Linked DNA regions of Mus musculus: all the other regions are linked to region 4. The links are chromatin contacts, called in public Hi-C and HiChIP or PLAC-seq maps. All regions are on one chromosome and are shown on one strand. Each heading gives the region's core, a stretch centred on a gene start, on an enhancer-like site or on the middle of the called end of the contact. The rest is flanking DNA. Distances are from core to core; before and after follow the strand shown. Region 1 overlaps Bcl2 (B cell leukemia/lymphoma 2). Region 2 holds the start of Kdsr (3-ketodihydrosphingosine reductase). Region 3 overlaps Bcl2 (B cell leukemia/lymphoma 2). Region 4 has its middle 8.1 kb from the start of Gm41928.

Region 1 (5,299 bases), core at 2,631-5,130, 180 kb after region 4:
GTTATACATGCTAACAGTGACAATGCACCTGCTACCCTGACCTTGTTCTTCCCTAACAAGCCTACAAATCCAACAGAAGTTGTACCTTAAAACTAAGCATTAGCTAAAACCTTGGATGGCTATGTCATATTATCCAGCTGTAGACAAGTACACACACACACACACACACACACACACACACACACACACACAATGAAGCTGTCTGATATGTTACCTAAATGTATAACCTACATACACTTCTGAATGGACTGTGTTTGCACAATAGCCTTTGGTAAAGAAAAATGTCCATATGGAGAAGCTTTAGTATATTTTCTTTTTTTTTTCCATTTTTTATTAGGTATTTAGCTCATTTACATTTCCAATGCTATACCAAAAGTCCCCCATATCCACCCACCCCCACTCCCCTGCCCACCCACTCCCCCTTTTTGGCCCTGGTGTTCCCCTGTACTGGGGCATATAAAGTTTGCAAGTCCAATGGGCCTCTCTTTCCAGTGATGGCCGACTAGGCCATCTTTTGATATATATGCAGCTAGAGTCAAGAGCTCCGGGGTACTGGTTAGTTCATAATGTTGTTCCACCTATAGGGTTGCAGATCCCTTTAGCTCCTTGGCTACTTATATACTTAGTATATTTTCTAACAGCCTTCTATCCAATAGGGATAGAAGTTCAAAGGCTAGAATTCTATTCACAGCTCAGCTCTAATTCTGTAGATTAGCAAGTCACCCTGACTCTGCATCTTCCTCTATGAAGATAAGAAAAAGCCTGCCTGACTACTTCAGTGGACAGACAGTGGAATAACTATAGATAGGAACATACTCTGAGGTGGGTTATACAGGATGCTGCAAACATGTAAACTAGACCACATTTGTGGAAAAAGAAAGGTCATCTTTTACAATTCTATATAATTCCCAAACACCAAAGTGAGAAGGTGACTACATTGTATACTGAGATGCTAGAAGTCTCCTCTAATGCTGCCCTACAGAAACCCAATGGGAGCTATATACACCATGTCAATCCTTCTAGTGGTCATATTGAATATATTTTTATTTATACTATCTTTTAAAAAAGCAGTTAATATAAAAATGATACACAAACATGTTTATATAAATATGAACATTTCTGAATTCACTTGTTGATGCCAAGAGTCTTTGAAACTTGACACATGATTTACATGCTCAACCCATCTGAAATGAGACTCACCACACTCACACAGTCAACATGCACAGGGGCCAGCTATCATGTTGGAAGTGGAAAAGCTACAGCCAGAGTTCCACAATTTCACATTTAAGAGGAGAACATGCTAATTTCTTTTCAATACCTACTGCAGTACTTATAGCCGATAAATAATACATGTGCGATGAATAAATGATATATACTATGGCACTGAAATGTTTGGGGGAGAAGAGCAGAAATAAAGGACTTTTTAAAAATATGTTAGTCTGGGTTGACCTTCTCCTGTTCCCCACATATGTAAGTCATGGCCTGTGGCTGTAGACAGAGAAGCTGCAGCTTCAAGATGCAATCCCAGGCATAGCGTCTACTGATGGAGGAAGCCAGAACCCCCCAGCCTTCTTTAAGCTTCACTGCATATGCCCCCTCACTCCAAAGTAACCATATCAAAAAAGCCCAGGTACACAGCTAAAAACAGATGAACATGGGCCCCTGGGCCCTGAATTACTGGGAAATCATTTGCATTCTATTATACAAATTTGCATAAAATCTGGAACCAAGAGAGCTTGGCTAGGTTTGGAAGCCTCACTCTTTTCTCCATGATGCTATGACCACCACTATTTGTCACCATTTACAAAGTGGTCTAGCAAGACAGACCCCCTGTTAGAGTCAACATAAAAGTAAAATCTTCTATGCCCACTTGGAAATTGGCATCCTCTGGGTAAAGGGGTAGGGAGCCCAGCCATATCATATGGCTGCTGCATCGTTTGTTATGACAAGAGTCAATTTACAAGATTCTGACTTATGGCAAGAAAACAGCTTCAGGGGATGTCCTAATGACCCATGACTGTACACATGCCCATGTGCTGGGGAGCTCAGATTTGGGCCTCCAGAACCCTGGAAAACCAAACCCATTACCCCTTATTCCAAAGAGACTTGGCTTCCATCCCCAGGGCAACATTCGCCCAGAGTCATTTCCACCTCTCTGCCAGGTGCATTGAGGTAAAAATTCAAGGTGACTAATGGCCTCTAAACCCACTGAGCCATCTTTCTTTCTCTGGACCAAAGGATGCACCAGTTAAATGAAGTAACACTCAACATGACAGCTAAACAAAGTAAATCACGCAAGGCCAAGTGTAGAAGAGAGAACAGAACACAATCAGACACTATTTTATATTGGTTATTTTTATCTTACCCGCCCAGTTCTCTCTAAGGCTATTCCCCAGGGAAATTCCAGTTTCATTACAAAACTGGTTTCTTGTGCCAGGGGAAAGGCTGTGCTGTTGTTATCATTACCATTGTTATTACTGCTAAGGTCATCTCAGATACTCTGTCTACACAAGATAGATGGTTTCCTAAACAAGCGTCCTGCGGCTGCTCACGTTTGCCCCGAGTCATCACATCCAAGGCCTTGAGAGAAGCAGCTTTCTGGAAACTCAAGTCTGGAACAACAGTAGTAGTGTGTCTACACAAGCTACTCTGGTGCTGGTTAGGTTCAACCCCAGCTTCACCCTGCAATCACTGCCATTAGTCACCTCCCCAGACCATTGGGCCCAATGGCCACTCTGCACTTCCTTTCAGGATAGCTCACAGGTCTGTAATCTACTTCTTTGTTTCTCCATCACAGGCAATGTTGGTATCAGGAACCAGCTTTTTTTTTTTTTTGGTTGCAGGTTCCCTCCGGTGATGTCACCCATAGGGGACAGGGACCCATGCATCTGTTGCCATGGCAATTGCCATACATTCCCAGTATCCATCTGGTTTACCTCTCATGCAAGCGGTTAAATCAGACTAAATAAAAGGCAGACCCTCTTGAACTTTGCCCTCTCTTTTCTCTCTTCTCCCTTCATCTCCATCACCCTGTTTGCCCTCTTCCTTCACAATAAACCTCTCTCATTGGCCTGGTGTGGTGTGTCCAGACTCCAACCGCAATTCTATCACAACAGGTCAGGCCTCCAACCAGGCCAGATGCTATCATACCCTACTGTCCAAAATGGTGGTTAAGGGTCAGTCTATGTGAAGTAGCCTCCCCAGAGCCACTCTAGCTGACACAGAATGCCAGTGACCCTTATAAATAAGTGACTTTATACACAGAAAGAGATAAAGATTCAATGGTAAAGCCAAAACTCCCCCTGTAAACTGCTGTATGCCCACTTGAGAGTTCTCACCTAACTCTCCACTCTAAAGTAAGGTAGGAGAAGAGAAAAAGCACAAAGCAGGTCAGCAAACACTGACTTAAACTCTGCACCCCACTCACCTTCTCTTTCACAGTGAGTTGAAATGAATTGTCTCACAAAGTGGGTTTTTCAGATGGCTGAAGCCTAAACTTTCAAAAAATGTTAACCATTTAGAATGGAGGGGTTTCTGCAAATCATTGCCCTCTTTTTCTGGATTTTCCACCTGTTGCTGTGAGCAATTCCCTTGTCTGGAGAGCGCTGTGCTGAGTTGGGTAGGAGTTGAGAAGGACCTCTGGGGTCCTGAGTCTGCTCCATACACAGGGCTGCAGAAGATCATCAGCCTTTTCAGCTGCCAGGCTGCCCTTCACAGCAGAGTGACATCAGTTTTGATTGACAACTCGCTTGGCCTGAGAAGTGCCGAGGAGTTATTTAAAGCTTAGCTCTAGCATTTCCACAGACAGTTTTAGTGTGAGGGTTCCGACCTCATCAACGGTGCCACCCACTGAATGGGCTGTTGGGAAATAGTGAGAGGCTAGGCATGGCTGAAGGGAGCAGGCCATTGAGGGTAGGATTTGAAAGAATATCTTGCTGTAGCTTCTTCCTCTTTCTGTTCTGCTTCCTGTCATGAGATGAACAGCTTCTTTCTCTTCTCTTCTGCTGCCATGATACTCAGCATCACCATCAGCCCAGAACCAGTGGGGTCAAGAACAATGAGCTAAGCTCTGAACCTGACAATTAAAGTCACTCTTGCCCCGTTTAGTTGTTTCTGTTAGAGAGTTGGCTACACAGCAAGAAAAATACCATCAGACTCTAAAACAATTGTTTTAATAATGTGTAGATCTCTCTCATTTAACTTGGTTTTGGTTTAATGCATTTGCTGTCATGATTGGCTGATGGAAAAACATCAATACTCTTGTGAGAAAATGCCTTGTGAATGCAAATTGGCTAAATTGTTATTCTGCTTTGAAAAGGTGTGGAATAGCCAGGTTTATAGGCAGAGAAAGCAGAGGTTGTTCCCCAGAAAAGGAAAAAAAAAATCAGAGTTATTATTTGATGGGAGGAGACTTTCTTTGGGGATCACACAAGTCCTAGTGATGGAAAATGATGGCAACTGTACAGCATTAAACAGCATTGTTAAAATGACATGGAGCTCAGTGGCAGAGGGCGCACTTAGCGTGGTGGTTTGAATAAGAAGGCCTCCCATATGCTCGTTAGCCACTGGAGAGCAGAACTGTTTAAGAAAGATTAGAAGGATTAGGAGGTGTGACCTTGTTGGAGGAAATATGTCACTGGTGGACTTTGAGATCTCAAAAGCCTAAGCCAAGCCAAGTGGCTCTCTCTGCCACACTCTCTCTGTCTGTCTGTCTCTGCTTGCTGTCTCTCTGTCTGTCTCTCTCGGCCTGCTGCCCGTGCATTTGGATGCAAGCTCTCAGCTACTGCTCCAGCATCATACCTATCTGCCTGTTGCTATACTCCCTGCCATAATAATAATGATTTTAACCTTCTAGAACTGTAAGCAAGTACCCAAATAAATTATTTCTTTTATAAAAGTTGCTATGGTTGTGGTGTCTTTTCACAATAGAAGAGTAAACTAGGGTGCTTAGTGTACTTGGAGTCTCTGGTTCAATACCAAATACCACAAAAAATAATAAAATATGACTTTTAGCTAGGTATGGTAAGTCATGCCATTAACCCCAGTACTAAAGAGGTGAATACAGGAGGGTCTATACAACCTCAAGTATTGCTTCTTCAGTACTCAGAACAGTACAGGTAAGGTCTAGAGCCATCTAAGGCACAGAGTGGAAACCTGTCTCAAAAACAACAAAACCTAGCAAACTCGGTAAATTCTAATACACATACACACACTGTTTCTTTGCAAGTTGGCTAGGGAACGGTGACCGAGTCCGCAGTGGCTCTGGATGTAAATGCTAGCAAGCTCACCCTGCACAGCT
Region 2 (5,789 bases), core at 989-3,488, 240 kb after region 4:
AACGATACTGTCTCTTTAAGCGCAGCATACAGGCCCTACTAAGGGCACCAGCAACTTTCCTGCTGCTAGGAGCACTACTCTCAGTCATCCAGAAGGAGGGACACTGAACAATCATCTACTGGATGAGAAGACCAGCAAAGCTTTGCTGCTGTGATCAGACACCACAGCACCAGCGTATGTGAACTGCTCTAAAAACAAAGAGCTTGGCTCACTCTCCTGATCCCAGATCACAACTAAATCACATTTTACTCTTCAGATATTAAAAAAGGCAGATAGGGACACCATATGAATAAGCCATGCTATGTTGTTTATACCAGTAAACATACATACATGCATAGCGGTAATTATTTTTTATTGTATTAAAGCAGGATCCTGGGAGGGCTGGGAAGTGAGTGTTTTGGAGTGCATTATGTAAAGTTCCCAAAGAATCAATAAAAATATGTTGGGAAAAAGAATGCGTCTATTGAAACAGCCCTAACCTCCTCTGTGAAAGAGCCGGGGACTGGGGACACAAGAACAAGTACCAAGGGTAGTTGTGAGTACCTTGTAGTTGTCGAATTAGTTTTCATTCTGACTTTGGCTCTCCTCCCTTGCCCCACAGCTGAGCTATACAAGCACAAGTTGATTCAGCGTTGTGTATGTAGGTGCACCTGTGCAGAGGCTGGCAGTGTCTGGCATTTCAGTCACCCTGCACCTTAATTTTTGCGACAAGGCTTCTCCCTGAACCTGAAGATCATTCGTGCGTCTAGGCAAACTATCCAGTGAGCTCCAGGGATCCACAGGTTGTGGCCCCAGTGCTGAAGTTAGAGGCATAGGCCCAGTGAGCATGTGGGTGCTAGGGACCCTAACTCAGGGCATGATGCACGGCAAGCACTTTACCAACTGAGCCATTTCCTCAGCCGGCAAGTTCAACTGCTTTAGTCACGATTTTGTGGATGTAAAACTTTAGCAACTTGGCATGATTGTAAACTTTGGCTTTTTCTAATAACTCTTTCCACATCATGCATAGCAGCAGCTGGGAATAAATCAGTAATTTTACAAAAGACAAATTAATGGAAACACATGTTGTCATCCAGAAATTCTTGTTTGGGATAAATCATACTAAGATAACCACTCTATCCTGTAACAACGCAGTGGGGACTTACTTGGATGCACTCATGTAAGTCACCTAAGGGCACCAAGGAGATTCGTGCTGCCGGTTTGGATACTAGCTGTCCTTATTCGCAACTCCTCGCCTCACTGTGCCTCGGGTTTTGGGTCTATATAGGACACCGAGGAGAAATGCCAGAGTTGAGGCTCTGAGCTGTGGGGGCGGGGTGGAGGCATAGCCAAGCCTGCACATAGGAACGTGCGAGCTTCCGGACTTTAACAAACCAAACCACTCATATCTCCTTCCATCTTAAGCTTCTAATCAAGCTGGTTAGCTCTTCCTTCTGACGCCAGAAAGGACTGCACTTGAGCAGTACTCAGCAGACCCTGGCTGAGTTCAGAGACAAGCCTGCTGGCCAAACCTGCCAGGCCACCCCTCAGGTGTATCACTTCCTAGAAGCCTCTGGGGGCTCTTTGTCACTTGCACACGACACCCTACAGTCTCAGCTGCCTGGGCCAGCCCCAGAGGCCCAGACCCCCTCCTTGCTGTGGGCTCCTTAGGATTCCCTGGCTGTGGCTACTCCCATCCGGGTTTGCGCCCTTATCCTGCTAGTCACCGACTGCCGTGTCCTTGGCAAAGTTTCTCAGTCTCTCTGTTGACTCATTGGGGAAACTGAAGATCCAAACAGTGGCAGACAGGGATGCTCCGGGGATCAGCGAGCAGCAGAGCCCCTGAGTCCTGGAAACTAGGCTGGCGCCTTCTCCACGACACTGCCCTGTAGCCCGGCGCCTTGGAGGGCGGGTTCCTGAGGTCCGACAGGGCAGGGCAATGCCGGGGCTAAGGCAGTAGGTAACCCGCCCCACTCAACCGTTCCTTTCCGGGACCGTGGTCTCGTTGGCCCAAGCCGGCCAAGCAGTCCTGGGCAAGCTCAGCAACAGGAGGCCACTCACCACTACGTGCGCGCCGGGCAGCGCGAGGGGCTTGGGACTGATGAGCGGCGACACCATGTAGAGGAGCAGCACGAAGGCCACGAGGCCGGCAGCGGCCAACAGCAACATCTCTGCCGAGCGACTACTGGGAGATCACATGCACCAGCAGCCGGGAGTGTTTGGGTTTGCGAGCGAGGGCGGGACGGCGGCGAAGGGAAGAGGAGGAGCCTGGGCGGGGCGGTCTCCGCTGTCGGACTAGCTCCTGGGCCCGCGCCCCCTTCAGCTTCAGGCTGCGGCTGCGCAGGCTGTGCGTGCGTAGGCTCCGGGTACTTGGCCTCCCCGTTGGCCCGCCCGCCAACGTCGTGGGAGGCTTGCAAACGGTGGCTTTTGGATCCACGGATTTTGTTCTGTGCCTAAGTCCTGGTATTCTTCTTTGAAATCACAGATTCCAGTTCGTGTATTTATGGCTCACTCAGAAAATGGTCACCGCTCCCTTTCGCTTTGAGCGTTGACTTGGATTTCTGATAATTGAATTTCGCTGAAAACTGTACATACATCCTGTAACCAAAGCAGATGCAAACGCGGAGGCGCGGGGAGCCACCGTTGTAGAGATTTAATTCCAACATCTGGTCCACCGACTTAAAATAGTTTTAGTTTAGTGTCTAAACTATCGCCACAGTCTTTTGTCGCCCTACACAGCAACCCTATAGTCATTAACAGTCACAGTTCAGTTTCTCTCTCTCTCTCTCTGTATAGCCCTGGCTGTCCTGGAACTCACTTTGTAGACCAGGCTGGCCACGAACTCAGAAATCCACCTGCCTCTGCCTCCCGAGTGCTGGGATTAAACGCGTGCACCACAACGCCCAGCTCATTTTCTCTTAAATGGTGCAGTTATAGGCAATCACAAAGCTCTCTGGACTTGTCTATTCATACAAGTGGAGTTCTAATAATATGCCCTCTGCAGTGCCTAGCTTCTTTGACTTAGCATACTAAGATTCTTCCATACTGTACCTATCAGTATTTAATTTCTTTTTATTGTTGATAATATCCTAGTGTAGGCTAGATTATTTTTTCACTCATCACTTTTTGATCAAAACAATAACAAAAGAAAAAAAAAGCTACTGGATCCAAAAGGAAGGAAGGTCTTTTGCTAGAAAGCTTTAAGTCCTGTGCTAGATCCCTCTGGCCCCACAAGGTAGGTTGTCCTCTGACCTCTACTAGTATGTCTTGGCGTTCACCATCACACTCACTGAATACATTTTTGGTAAGGTCATGTATGGCCAGCCTCCTTTAAACAAAGCCATTCCTATTAAACCTCCCCAAAGCAAAGAAAGAACTTACTTTCTGGATTAGGATGATATAAAGCTAACATCTAGCCTTTGGCCAAAGCTCATTTGAGCAAAACAAACCTCCAACACTTGGAGGGTTCACTGGGTAGCCAGAGATTTTAAACTCTATTTCTCAATATAGCTGGCTATCCATATTGTATTATAATCGTAACAAAGAACAACCTGTGCTATTGTGTCACAGTAAGGTATTAAATCCCAAATCTATGTACTTTCACATATAAGCTTTTGAGTGTGCATGCTTTGGCTCTCTCATCGCTGGCCCTCAAGCCACTCTGCAACAGCATTTGAAGGGCTCTGCCAGACCATTTTCTTAAGTAGTAGCATAACTTTTCACTCAGCTAGGTCAACTCCAGACTTTCAAACCCTCTACTCCAAAACTCTTTTCCTCAGGATTATTAAAACCTTTCCATAGTGGGTTTTGTTTTTTTGGTAAATATTTTTCCTTTTTTTTTTTTTTATTTAAAGAAATGTAGTTGTGGTTACAAACAGCAAAAGGAATTAATCTTTTTCTTTTATTGATCTGTGCCCAGTGTTAGTTCATAGATGTGAGGGAACAATTCCCAGGACCTGTAAAACTAGGTGGAAGTTGAAGGGCTCCCAACCCCTCTGGTTGAAGGGAAGTTTGTTGGATGGACTCGTAGTGCTCCAGAAAAGCTGTCACACTCCTGATTATGTTTATCACAGGGAAGGAAACAGATCAGTACACCAAGAAACAGTGCCCAGGGCAGGTGGGAGGGCTCAAACACAAAGCTACTGTTGTAGCCTCCCATAGACTTGGTGTGCTGCTTTTAAAGCCCCTCTTGAAGTGTCATTCTTTGAGACGTGGAGTCCAAGGGGGATCTATGAGCCTAAAGTGGTATCATTCCGACAGGTCATGTGATGATGAACTGGACTGTATAGAGCTGGAATTTAGCATTGAGACCCAGTCTTTTGACTCTTTTTTTTTCTTTCTTTTTTCTTTTTTAATTGCTGTTCTTTTTCAGAGAGAAGCTCTCATGAGCTCTGGCAGGCCTGATAAATGGCAATGTGCTTAGTGTTGCAGCCAAGGAAACTCACCTGCATTCCATGTCCAGAATTTTGATTGTGATCTAAGTATATAGCCTTGACTGAAAGAAGTCAATATAGTGGGAGTCCTAAATAACTTTGCTCATCTTGCAGGCATCATCAGCCCCACCCTAAAGTCCTGTTTGGCCAGCCTCCCTTAAACAAAGATATCCCTATTAAGCCTCCCAAAAACAAAGAAAGAACTTACTTCTTGGATAAGAATGAATTCTGATAAGTAGATAACATCTAGCCTTTGGGCAAAGCTCACTTCAGTAAAACAAACCTCTAATACTTGAAGGGTCCACAGGGAAGCCAGAGGCTTTTAACGCTATTTCTCTATATTTGGCTATCTGTAGAGTAAATCTCACCAAAGAACACCTTGTGATATTGTGTCCCAGTAAGGTACTGTGGTGTACACATAAACCCCAGCACTTGAGAGGCGAAGAGGGGAGGATCAGTCATTAAGGTTATTCTCTGCTATACCTTAAGTCCAAGATAGCCTAGGCTACATGGTACCCTGTCTCAAAAAGTGTCAAAAGATACTGATCATTACCAAGTTCCTGCTATATCCAGTTGTAGGTCACCATGACCACATGACCAAAGTATCTGGCAGAATTATACCACTTTGGTCTTACACATTCCCATTAGTCTTTTGGGACTTAGAAAATGATTCTTCAAAAATATGGTGTAGCAGGTTTTGGTATGTTACTCAATAAACTGACTTTTAAAGTCCATTTTTAATTAGAATGGATCCCTTTCACTCTCCCTTTCCTCCCTCCAGCTCCTCTCAAGTACGTTCCCTTTCATTCCTTCCACAGTCCCCCTCAGTCTCAGACTCACAGCCTCTTCTCTGATTACCAGGTACATGTTTGCATGTACAGATCTATAAATGTAACCTGCTGAGTCCATTTTTGTTGTGTATATGGTTTCAATATTGAGCATCTTGTATTGGACAATGAATTAGGGGGCTTATGCCTATGACTGGGTAACCCTGTCTCTCAGCAGTCACCAGTTGCCTATTTGTGCAGAAGTGGGAGTGACCCCAGGAGATTTCCCATTTTCCTCAATAGCATACCTACTGATATTGCCATTGTCCAGGTCTTGTTTATGCAGCCATTTCTATGACAGATTGTTCCACTGCAGACTTCCTAGCATGGCTCTTAAGATCTTTTTGCTCCCCTTCCATGTTTCCTGATGCTGCAGGAGCTGTGATGCAGGTGTATCCATTGGGGTGGGGCTCCCCAGGATACGCTGACTCTGCATTGCACCTACCAGTCAGTGTGCTTTTTAATTTGCTGTGAAGAGAGTTATTGTTCAGCTTATCCAGGAGGAGGAAAACCTCTGGAATCTTATCTGTACTCAGAACAGATTGCAAAA
Region 3 (5,363 bases), core at 1,759-4,258, 150 kb after region 4:
CAGATTTCAGCAATATGTTTCAGTAATCGTATGAAGGACACACAGATCTTGCAACGTTTGCAGCCTATTTACTGTTAGTAAAACAGCTATATAGAAACTCTGTCAAATTTTCTAGAAGGCAGATATAATTTGCTAGTGTTTTAAAGAAGTAGAAGGTGATACAAATGCACACATACAACAAGTCTTTGAAATATATTTGCTTATAACTATTAGAATATTTCCTTTCACTTTAAAGAGTTTATTATATTCAGCATGGCTTGGAATCAAAAAATGGGCAAATAGAATTGTAAGCTGAGGCAGATAAAGCCGCTTATTTTCACAAGTATGAAAGGGTAGGTGACCAGTCATGATGTTGATGGAATTGCACACTGTTAGTTCCTATTCAGGGTAATTTGACAGAATCCACCAAAATGATGAATGGATGCATTTTTGGCTACAACAATTCTACTTAAAGGATGCTTTTCCTACAGTTATACAAAATAAGGTGACACAGACTGTTCATTGCACTAACATTCATTCTCTCACCAAGTAAAACAAGCCTAAATGTCAATCAGGGAGGGTCTGGGTATAAGTCACAGAATAGCTAACACAGTTTGTCTTAGAAAGATAGAGGAAGCTATGGTGAACTGCACTGCACTCTAACATAAATTTAAAGACCCTACACTCTGCATGGAAAAAGAAAAGCTGTATGTGCATACATACACACATACACACCTGTGTGTGTGAGTCTCTCTATATATGTATATATATACATATGCATATACATATATTGGCATATATCCACCTATATTTATCATCTTATCCATAAATGAAGTATATATATGTGTATTTGTATATACCATAAGACCCTGATTGCATAGATTCTGAGAAAAATATATCTTTGTCTATAGGCAGTATTAGGATAAAAGTCCTCACTACATGTCTTTTAGAACCTCTTGAAGTTTTTATTGTTTATTTATTGAAACAAATTCTCTTCAAACTCTCAATCCTTCTGTCTCAGCTTTGCAACCACAGGGATGACAGGTGTGCATTGTCACACTCATCTTGCAAGCTCTTGCATATTGAACTCAGGAACATAGTATTTATTTAAAATAATTAGCTTAACTAATGAATTGTTCACCAATAAGCAAGTGTATTTCAAATATATTACCTTTTAATGAAAAACTGAAAAAGAATGATATTTTAAACATTTAAGGCAAGGTTTTCTTTGAAGCCATACCACTACAACTATAAAGAATAAAATCAAGCTTTCTCCTCTTTCCACAGTTAATTTGTTATAAATTAAACAAAGGGGCTGGAGAGATAGCTCAGTGGTTAAGAGCACTGACTGCTCTTACAGAGGAACCATGTTCAATTCCCAGCACCACACCACAACCCTCAGTAACTCCAGTTCCAGGGGATCTGATACCCTGTGTGTGTAGGTGGGCACCAAGCACACAGGCAGTGCATGGCAAAACATTCATGTATAGAAAATAAAACAAAGATATAAAGAAACCCTGGCTGGAGAGATAGCTTAGTGGCTAAGAATGTGTATTTCCTGCAAAGGAACCAAGTTCACTTCCCAGCACCCACATGAAGTGGCTCAGAGTCACTCCAGGAGGTCTGATGCCTTTGGTCTCTGCCACCACACACACTCACGTGAGCATACCAACACACACAGACGCACAATTTTAATGATGATGAACCTTTAAAAGGGGTGCTAGAGAGATGGCTTAGCAGTTAAGAGCACTGGATGCCTTTCCAGAGAATTCAGGAAATTTAATTCCCGACACGTATGTGGCAGTTTACAACTGTCTATAACTCCAGTTCCAATGCCTCCTTAGGTACCAGGAATGCACAGTGCACAGATACTTATGCACAAAGCATCCATATACATTAAATAAATAAATAAAGTTTAAGAAACAAATCTTTGGAAATACTAATTATAAATTAAGCAGTTTGAATGAAGAAGTTATAAATATAGCAGTTTAGAGGAGTATCAATTAAAAGGACATAAATCACCATTAGCCTCTTCCCCAGATGTATGACAGAGAGATGCACGTTCTGGTAACAGAGTCACACTGGTAAGCAACAGTCTGCAACGTAAATGAGTACACGGCAAATAAGAACCAAGTATTGGAAAACAAGAATCACAACTTGATGTGACTCTGCAGACATCAAGGGGCTGGATGGAACTGTACCTGAATGGGGTGATCGTAAGTGCATGATTCAGTGTGCCTATGGAACTTTTTCTGGTTTTAAGTGCTTTGGATACTACTGTTTTCTTTAGTCTGCCCCACAACTTAAACACTGCTTCAAATCCATCCCACTTTTCCATGCAAGCAAATGCATCCACACACCACAAACCACCTTTGGACAACAGAAAGTTTTCCTATCCTTAGGCCATGAATGGCTCAGTGATTTCAAACTAAACCAATCTAGCGTTTCAGTTCAACAAAAGGTTTTGGCCATGATCTTGGAATGTGATGTAACCAAAGCTGACCTGAAGGTTTATGGTTTAACAACGATCTCTTTTCTTCACTTGGGAAACTGACTTATGAGTGGAGGCAGAGAACCCGGCCAAGATCTGAGAGGCGAAGGAAACCTCCTATGATCTGCAGTGCAGTCATGGGGGCTCATTCTCATGAGTCCTCCCCCTGCGAGGGCAAAGGGGAAAGCGGAGGGAGAAGCCCACCTGCTCTGATCTTCAGGTTCATCCTAGTCTTAGCTTTTCTCTGCTGAGAGGATTGTCAAAGGATGGCAGTTCTGTTAGTTGAACCCCAGGCAAAGACCTAGTGACTGACTCCAGATGTGGGAGACTTCAGGACAGCTGACAGATGCTCTTCTTCTCTGTCCTCACGGACCCAGGTTGGGTAGACAGCATCTATCAGACAGGATGCACTCCCAAGAGTGGTTAAGCAAGCCTCCTCACCCCGGTGCCCCCCAAATCCCCTGGAGATCTAAAACCACTGTCTGGTGTCTGCTTGTTGATTCTGATAAAGATCAGGGCTGAGATGCTGGCTGATTGAGAAGGTAAGCGGAAGATGGTGATCTCATGTCCCTCGCCGTCCCTACCCTGGGCTTTTAAATACACAGTCTACAGACAATGAGCTTCAGGGAAACACAAGTGCAAGTAACAGTTCTTACTTTCCACATAAGAAACTGTGATGTTTTTATTTGTTTGATTTTGAACTCCAAATAATTCCTGAAAGAAAAAAAGAGCAGGTGGAAGGCCAGTTGGATTATTTTTGTGCTGTATCAATAACCCTTAAGCCTGCGAGTTCTAAGTATACAGGATTAGCACAGTCTTAACTGTGGGACTTGAATTGGCACTTTAATTCACATATGTGCCATGTGAATGTATATTTTCTGTGTGTTTGCACACAGGTTTATGTGTATACTTGATGTGGAGCTAGCAGTTGCCACTTAACTATTTGAAATTATCCAAGGTCCTGGGATTCAGACGCAATTCCACTCTCTACTGGAGACAGCACTGGCTTCCGGGTGGAGGGAATTTTTAAATATAAAAACTAATTATCCTATCTTACTGCCTATAAATTCAATTTCTCTTTCCAAGGCAGCTTCTGTTATACATCTCTTTGCATTATGGCTTGTTTACAACCTGGCCTAAAAGCACAGGAAAGACAGGAACCAAATAAAGCTATGCTTCCTTACTGTTTGAGTTCGATAATGCAGTAACAGTGACCATCGTGCTTGTTTTCCATGAAAGAGGACCTCCTAAGAGGCAAGCATGATAGAGAAATGCAGATAGTGTGGGGTAACAGGCCAGCTTATTTCAGAATCATAGTACTTTTTTTCCTTAGGTTTTTGTTTGTTTTTGGTTGTTTTTTTTTTCTCTAGCAAAACTAATCCTCCAATGTACATGGAAATTACATCATGCTAACTTTTTCAGATACAAAGCTTGGGTCTTGCCTGTGTCAGCTGACTGAGAAGTTCCAAGGCCTTCTTGGATTGAGTCTTGAGGTAAAAAAAAAAAAAAAAAAGTCCCCTCTAAAAATCCCACTGATCCCTTTAAAAGATTCATTTTACAAACACATCAAGAAAATAAAATCATCAGCTAAAATTTATGCTCTCCAGCTGGGATGTGAAGGTCAATGGCAAACAAAAGTAAATTAACCATGATAAATATTTGAAAAGCATATACCTAACAAGGGACCCAAGTAATTCAATAGCAAGAAAATAACTCAATTTTTTAAACCATGCAAAAGACCTAAATGCACATTTCTTAAAGGAAGAGATACAAATGGCCCACAGACACATGGCAATAATGCTCAGCATCTCTATCCATCAGGGACATGAAAGTTCAGCGAGTTGACATGGCAAAAGAAGACTGCTGTTTAACTGCTTACCAGTGAGGGTGCAGTGGACACGAAGCCTCTACACTGTGACAAAAATATACATTAGAATATTCATGCTGGAAAATAAAACGTAGGTTTCTCAACAACCCAGAATTTCTATGTGGCCCAGTATGCTCTCTTCTTAGCATATATTCAACACAACTAAAATCCATATGTCAAAGAAGTATTTGTACTCCTATGTTCTTCCCAGTACTTTTCATCATAGTTAAGGCACTGAATAACCCAAGTTACATGCATAAAAGAATAACAAAACCATGGTGTGTGTATACAGGATGTACACACTTACACACACATACACACACACACACAAAACAGTGTTTCACTTGACTTTTAAGAAGAAAATAGTAAGTGAAATAAATCAGACATAGAATAACAACTATTCTTGTAACCCTTTGTAACTTGTAACTATTCTGGTAACATATTGTGTAATAACCTGAATTATTGTAGCTTAAGCTGTCCTTCCAGAGATGGGAAGTAAGGAGGGGCAGGGGACTGAAGAGATGATGAAACAGAACAAAGATCACAGGAGCCTATGGGACTATCCTCATTCAAGCCACCACAGTGTGTCTGAGTGTTTCTGCCTACATATGTGTCTGTGTACCATGTGCATGTCTGATGCCCATGGAGGCCAGAAGAGGGCATCATCTGGAACTGGAGTTATAGATGGTTGTGAACTGCCATACGGGTGCTGGATATTGACTCAGGTCCTTTAGATGTCAGAGTCACCACAGCCTTGGTCATAAACCCAGACACTTAGAGCTGTAAGGAACCACACAGTCGCCTTAGTCAACTCTCTCACTTCAGAGCTAAGAAAAATCAGGTCTAAAGTGCCAAAGAGCCCACTGTGAACTGTTCAGGTAGCTGACAGCTGAGAAGCAGCAGGGTCTTTTGGACGGGGGGGTTTTGTAACTCATTCTTAGAGAGCAGAGAGATATTCAAGGTTCTCTCTTTTAAATAATAGGCAGTTTTTATTTTATTTATACATCTTATTTGTCAAACAATTGT
Region 4 (5,507 bases), core at 1,760-4,259:
GGCCTTACCTATCATACTGTTTTCCGGGGGGTGAGGGACTTCCACCTGCCTAGCTTTGCTAGCCATAATGGCAACCACCAAGAAAGAACACACCAAAGGGTGACATCTCTGAACACTCAGGGATTCCATCTATGGGAGCCAGCCACTTCTGGGTGCGATGGCCTGGCTCTGACTCTGACAGCCTTCAGGGAATGTCAGGCATTTACTTGGTATTTGGGACAAAAATAAATAAATAAACACATGAGTTGAGAAGCAGATAGGCCTCTAAGACTAACAATGTTTTGTCTAAATTCTAACATAAAATACTTATTAGCGCTTTCTCCCTTCTTTAAGGCAGAACATAGATTTAAAATTCTGCATAATCCCACCCAAGGAAGACTGTAAGAAGAGCTCACAGTTCCGCAGTGTAGCTTGCATTACTTCTAACAAGGTTTGGGTCTCAGGTGACACTAAAGGTGACTATGGAGGTATATGTACAAGGAAGCCATCTTATAATTAATTGGTTAGATTTAGGAATTTAACTGCAAAAAGCTTCAAAGTTTCTATGAGAAAAAAAATAATACTACAAACAAGTAGAGATGTGGTATATGATACACATTAGAGCCAAAGGGATAATTCCTTCCTATACAAAGAGCTCTGTAAAGTGAACAAAACAACAAAGAACCCAGTGGAATGCTGTTAAACCAGTTTTACATTTACCCTTTGATTTAATTTACTTGTGATTTTCATGCAGTTTTATTTTATGTGGCTAAAGCCCCATGCTTTCTATTACATGGTTGGATAGCCTGGTTCACACACACACACAAAAAAAAATCAAGTACTGAATTCTGTGCTACCATAGGCTTTGGGAGGAGGGGGAGGGTCTGTCCTGCTTTCTTATACCTATTGGATAAAGAGCTTTTCTGCCTGCCTTTCCTGGAGGGAGGAAGCCCGCTGTGACTAAGTGGACTTACATAACTAACTGCTGACTGACAGTGGTCCTCACTTCCGAGACTCACAGAAATGACATCCTTTGACATCCCAGGGCCACACCCATAAACAGGTCCCCATTCCGAAGTATATAGGTTTAACAGTACTTTCTGACCCATCTGTGATGTCTTTTTTTCTCAAAGTACGCTCACATTTTCCTAAATAATTAGCTAGTTAATCCCAGTTCCATTTTGTGAGTGGTCTTTCCATTCCCCACTGATGTGTGGCATAAACATTATCATGCATTAAATACTCATGCATGCTAAAAATAAAAAGTCATCTCAGCTCAGCGTTGTACATTAATCTGAGGCACTCAGAGGTAGTGTTTGTGAAATTGGAATGTCCTTCCTCTCCTGTCCTCCCCAGAGACAGAAAACAGAGGGAAGGAAGCCAGGCAAACATTAAACAACGTTGGCTGTGCTGGATCGTGTTTATGCCAGGAAAAAAAAAAAAAAAAAAAAAAAAAAAAACAGAATAAGATTGCATGATTTAAAGACTATTATGCCGCTGAAAGAACCTAAAAAATGAGCTGCTCTCTCTTTGGTACTTACTCCACACCCAGCTCTGTGAGAACAGTTTCGTGATGCTGTCAGTCCCATGACCACCCATGATGAGGTGTTTTGTACCATTGCCTTGATTTTAGACCTGAGAATGTGTGGCTTCTCCTACGTCTGTCAGAAGGGAGCCTCCCCAAGATGCAGCAAACCCAGCCAGTCAGCGAGGCACTGTGATGGTTCTTTGTCTGAGCTATTCTTCTCAACAAAGACATCAGACAATGACAAGCACAACAAAGACAATCCTGGTAGAGCAACAATGGGGCTGGGATGTAAAATGATGCACCCAGGCATTTCTGTGGGTCTCAGAAGTGAGGACCACTGTCAGTCAGCAGTTAGTTATGTAAGCCCTGAAGTCACAGCAGCCTTCCTCCCTCCAGGAAAGGCAGGCAGAAAGCTCTTCATCCAATAGGCTTAAGAAGGCAGGACAGAACCTTCCCATCCCCCTGAAACCCCATGGTAGCCCAGATAATTCAGTACTTGAATTTTTGTTAAACCTACTTCTCTTAATTATGTTTCTATTGCTGGGATAAACACCACAAATAAAAGCAGTTTTCGGAGGAAACCGGCTGATGGTCCATCATGAAGAGAACTCGGCACAGGAGCTCAAGGTAAGAACCTAGAATCAGGAACCGAAGCAGAGGCCATGAAGGAACATTGCTTACTGGCTTGTTTCCCATGGCTTGCTCGGCTCACTCTCTCTTATGTTTCACACCCACCTGCACAGGGGTGACACTGCCCCTACGAGGCTGGGCTCTCCCACATCAATCATTAATTAGGAAAATGGCTCACAGGCTTGCCTCCAGGCCAAGGTGATGAAAGCATCTTCTCACCCACGGTTCCTTCTTTCTAATGATGTCTAGATTAATGTCGGATTGACAAAAACCAACATGCACACTAGTAGACTTTTGGGGTGTTTACATTGCTTAGAACTAACTATTCATTTACCTGTTATTTGTTGATTGTCTCCACAGTCCAACCAGAGGCCATACTGTGGAGACATATGGTAAGGTCCTCAAATGACCCTGGGACACACACAGGTCCAAGTCAAGGCTATGGGAAGTATTATGAAGGCAACATGGATCCTGGCTGTCAAGGGCCACGTTCTTTCTGAGTTTAGGGTTCTGTTGGTAGTACAGAAGAAGCATGCCAGGGATTTAGGTCACATATTGAGAATCTTATGACTCTGAAGCCTACTTTGTTACTTCCTTCCATCTAAGTACTAGTTAGGCTCAACGCTGCCCAGCTTCCAAGCCCAGTATGTTCAGAGTGGCTGGGCTGCCCTAGACTTATAATGCTGGCTGGCTGTACAGTAAGCACAGCCTCTCTCACCTCTTGGTATTCCTGCATAGCCACCCCCTCCGTATCCCTGCACAGACCTCCCCTCCCCCCCCCGTCAGTATCCCTGCACAGCCTCCCCCACCCTCAGTATCCATGCCAACCCCAGAGATGAGTGATTTGCTCCAGTTTTGTCAGTTCAAACCACATCCTGCCCATTTCCACTTTCCACAACCGGCTCATGACACCGGTGACTCTAAGATGTGGCAGGCTTCTGGGCCAAGAAACAGCAGAGATCTGTTTCGCAGAAGTGAAAATCATCTAGTGGTCACCCATCAGGTAAGCTTTCCCTCCCCAAGTCCCCCATCTGCAGATGAGGCTGACACTCAGCCTGCGGTCACCAACTTAACCATAGCTTTCCCCTAAAGGAAAGTTAAGCCTGAGGCAGGAAGGTCAGTGGTGCACTCACGAAGGAGCTACACTCATCTGGTTCAAGGCCTGAAGCCAAGAATGTAGCCTCCCATAGTTGGTAAGGACACAAAGAGAGCATCTCTTCACTTTACAGATGGGGGTGGGGGGAGTTAGTTCAGGGGCCAGACTGATAGAGGCAGAAGCTAAGCTGGAACCTCAGTCAAGTTCACTCAAAGACAATCAGTTTGGCCCAGGTCTGTGAGTTATCATTGAACTGAGGAGTTAGGTGACCAAACGATGCATCTCATAGCTGGACACTGTCTATTAAAAGCCAGCAGAAGGGCAGTTACTAGTTTAGCAAACAGCACAGAAGTCATGCTTAAGGTGTTAGGTGATCAAGGACACCAATACAAATAAACATTTTAAGGCCGGGTAGGGTGGCACACACCTGGACGTCCTGGCAATGAGGAGGTGAGGACGGGAGGATCATGAGTTCAAAGGTAAAATGAGCCATCTATCAAAAGTGTACCTTTAAAAATCAAAATAGAAATCAGAATAAATAATTTGAAGGAATTTAACACTTGAAGTGGAAGAAAAAGAGGAGGATGGGGAGACAGAAAGCAGAAGAGGAGAGGCAGGAGATGACAAGATGCAACACTCAGGAGGTCATTCTGGGCTAAAGAGGTGGCTCAGTGGCTTTTCCAGAGGATTCAGGTTAGCTTCCCAGTACCCATGTCAGGTGGCCTCACAGCCAGCTCAAGTCCACAGACATGAGACCAGACACCCTCTTCTAGCCTCAGTAGACATCTGCATACATCTACAAATACCTTTATACTCTCTCTCTCTCTCTCTCTCTCTTTCTCTCTCTCTCTCTCTCACACACACACACACACACACACACACACACACACACAGACAATTTACAATTTTTAAATAAATAAGTCAATTAAAAAGTTGTCAAAGAAGTCATCATGAAAAATAGACCTTTGAAGAATTCTTAATCCTATGATTTGAAGGAGGCGGGTGCTAGGAATGAAACTCATGGCCTTGTCCATGTTAGGCAAAAGCTCTACCACTGAGCAGTTGTTCAGCCCCTTTGCAATTGTTAAATGCATTCGAGCAAGCACTGCCATCTTCTGAATGTTCCGGGAAGAAAACCAATCAATAGTTTGGAAGAACTGTAGCCTCAATCAAGCTTGGGATGTTGGAATCCACAAGACCAGGGATGACCTAGATGGCCAAATGGTCTCCAAATATACAGCCATGACCCCTTGTCCAACAGGCAGTCCAGGCTGGTGAACATACAGGGCCTGTCTCTATGCACACTGACCACAATAAATATTGATTTTCACCAGTGCTGGGTTTCCTTATCTTTCAAGGGTGTGATATGGCCCCTAACTGCTTAACTTATTAACTTGGCTTTCCATTCCCATTGAAAAGCAGAGGACAAAGCAGAACTGTAAGGGGCATGCTTGAGTGTGTGTGCACATGCATGTGTGTATGTAGATGCCTGCATGTGTTATGTGTTTGTGTGCATGTGTTGTGTGTTTGTGTTCATGTGTTGTGTGTTTCGGTGTGCATGTGAGTGTTGTGTGTGTTCATGGCCTCTCAGTGGTATCTTGAGAGTTTAACTTGGACATGGAAGGGCCTCCTACAGAAAACTGCTGTAGGAACTCATTCCATTTAAGTACATAACCTGCAAACATCCTATACCAAGTTGGGCCTGGCCCTGAGCCTGGGCTAATTTCAGCTCCATTGTGGGGAGACCAGCTCTGCCGTCGGTTTAACTGCCAGCCCAGATAAGCAGCAGTGTGCTGAGAACCATAGGTTGCACAACCAACCACTGTGCCAACCTAGGGAAAAAAGACTCTGCAGTCCCTTCGGTCACAAATGGATTTCATTTCTGCCTCCGTCTACTCCTCTCCCTGTCCTATTTTTAGTGCTCAAGTTGGTTTTAGTTAGGCTCTGGTTGGTATGGAGGGGAGGGTGGTGGGTACTGTTCCCCCTCTAGGCATGCAGGCATCAGCCTGGTATCTGCCCCCTGGCTTCCTTTCAGAGGCCAGGATGTGCAGAGTGGTTACACACTCCTGCCAGGGCTGGGTGCCCACGAAAGCCAAGGCCTTGCCCATTTGTGATGAGCAGATGAGCGGTGGGGCAGTGAAACCAGTGCAGAGGCAGCAGGCTCATAAAGAAGAGGAGAATATTTCCACCAACAGCTTCATCCCTAAAATCACCATGCTCAGCTCCCCAGTCAGGTCCTCATGTGGCTGTGACGCGCTCCCTATTAAGATCAGT

Evidence for each region. Hi-C and Micro-C count contacts between places; a contact is called where the count stands out from the background. HiChIP or PLAC-seq counts read pairs in DNA pulled down with a chosen protein or histone mark.
Region 1: a contact with region 4 is called in a Hi-C map of myeloid progenitors, with 2.8 times the contacts expected there. The contact joins two enhancer-like sites. A contact is called at or near these places in 2 of 15 datasets of contacts at CTCF or cohesin (CD8 T cells and large pre-B cells), 6 of 484 Hi-C or Micro-C datasets (CD8 T cells, the CH12 cell line, bone marrow-derived macrophages and 3 more) and 8 of 115 datasets of contacts at active chromatin or transcription factors (the 230-238 cell line, CD4 T cells, CD8 T cells and 5 more).
Region 2: a contact with region 4 is called in an H3K4me3 HiChIP or PLAC-seq map of pro-B cells, with 5 times the contacts expected there. The contact joins the promoter of Kdsr here to the enhancer-like site in region 4. A contact is called at or near these places in 11 of 39 promoter capture datasets (the 3T3-L1 cell line, 3T3-L1-derived adipocytes, the C10 cell line and 7 more), 3 of 15 datasets of contacts at CTCF or cohesin (the NIH/3T3 cell line, large pre-B cells and pro-B cells), 2 of 484 Hi-C or Micro-C datasets (bone marrow-derived macrophages and granulocytes), 20 of 115 datasets of contacts at active chromatin or transcription factors (the 230-238 cell line, CD4 single positive thymocytes, the HPC-7 cell line and 13 more) and 4 of 9 other capture datasets (adipose tissue, bone marrow-derived macrophages, embryonic stem cells and 1 more).
Region 3: a contact with region 4 is called in a BATF HiChIP or PLAC-seq map of CD8 T cells, with 6 read pairs. The contact joins two enhancer-like sites. A contact is called at or near these places in 1 of 15 datasets of contacts at CTCF or cohesin (CD8 T cells), 1 of 484 Hi-C or Micro-C datasets (bone marrow-derived macrophages), 4 of 115 datasets of contacts at active chromatin or transcription factors (CD8 T cells, the HPC-7 cell line, bone marrow-derived dendritic cells and 1 more) and 1 of 9 other capture datasets (bone marrow-derived macrophages).

The regions. Positions count from the first base shown.
Region 1 is chr1:106,692,036-106,697,334 of GRCm38.p6, forward strand. The region is part of intron 1 of Bcl2 (B cell leukemia/lymphoma 2); the gene reads right to left. Among named protein-coding and RNA genes, the nearest start is that of Bcl2, 20 kb to the right of the region's middle. Within about 2 kb of position 3,881, at least 47 of the 459 cell types and tissues checked have an H3K27ac peak or open chromatin away from gene starts, as enhancers often do. A contact at or near this core is called in the 230-238 cell line, the CH12 cell line, the HPC-7 cell line and 2 more, where this site is marked.
Region 2 is chr1:106,757,504-106,763,292 of GRCm38.p6, forward strand. Kdsr (3-ketodihydrosphingosine reductase) reads right to left here and starts at 2,239. Exons shown (of 10, transcript NM_027534.2): 1 at 2,041-2,239. The coding sequence starts at 2,148.
Region 3 is chr1:106,660,308-106,665,670 of GRCm38.p6, forward strand. All of the region lies in intron 1 of Bcl2 (B cell leukemia/lymphoma 2), which reads right to left. Among named protein-coding and RNA genes, the nearest start is that of Gm37053, 48 kb to the left of the region's middle. Within about 2 kb of position 3,009, at least 16 of the 459 cell types and tissues checked have an H3K27ac peak or open chromatin away from gene starts, as enhancers often do. A contact at or near this core is called in CD8 T cells, where this site is marked.
Region 4 is chr1:106,512,747-106,518,253 of GRCm38.p6, forward strand. No RefSeq gene overlaps it. Among named protein-coding and RNA genes, the nearest start is that of Gm41928, 8.1 kb to the right of the region's middle. Within about 2 kb of position 3,010, at least 85 of the 459 cell types and tissues checked have an H3K27ac peak or open chromatin away from gene starts, as enhancers often do. A contact at or near this core is called in the 230-238 cell line, CD8 T cells, the CH12 cell line and 9 more, where this site is marked.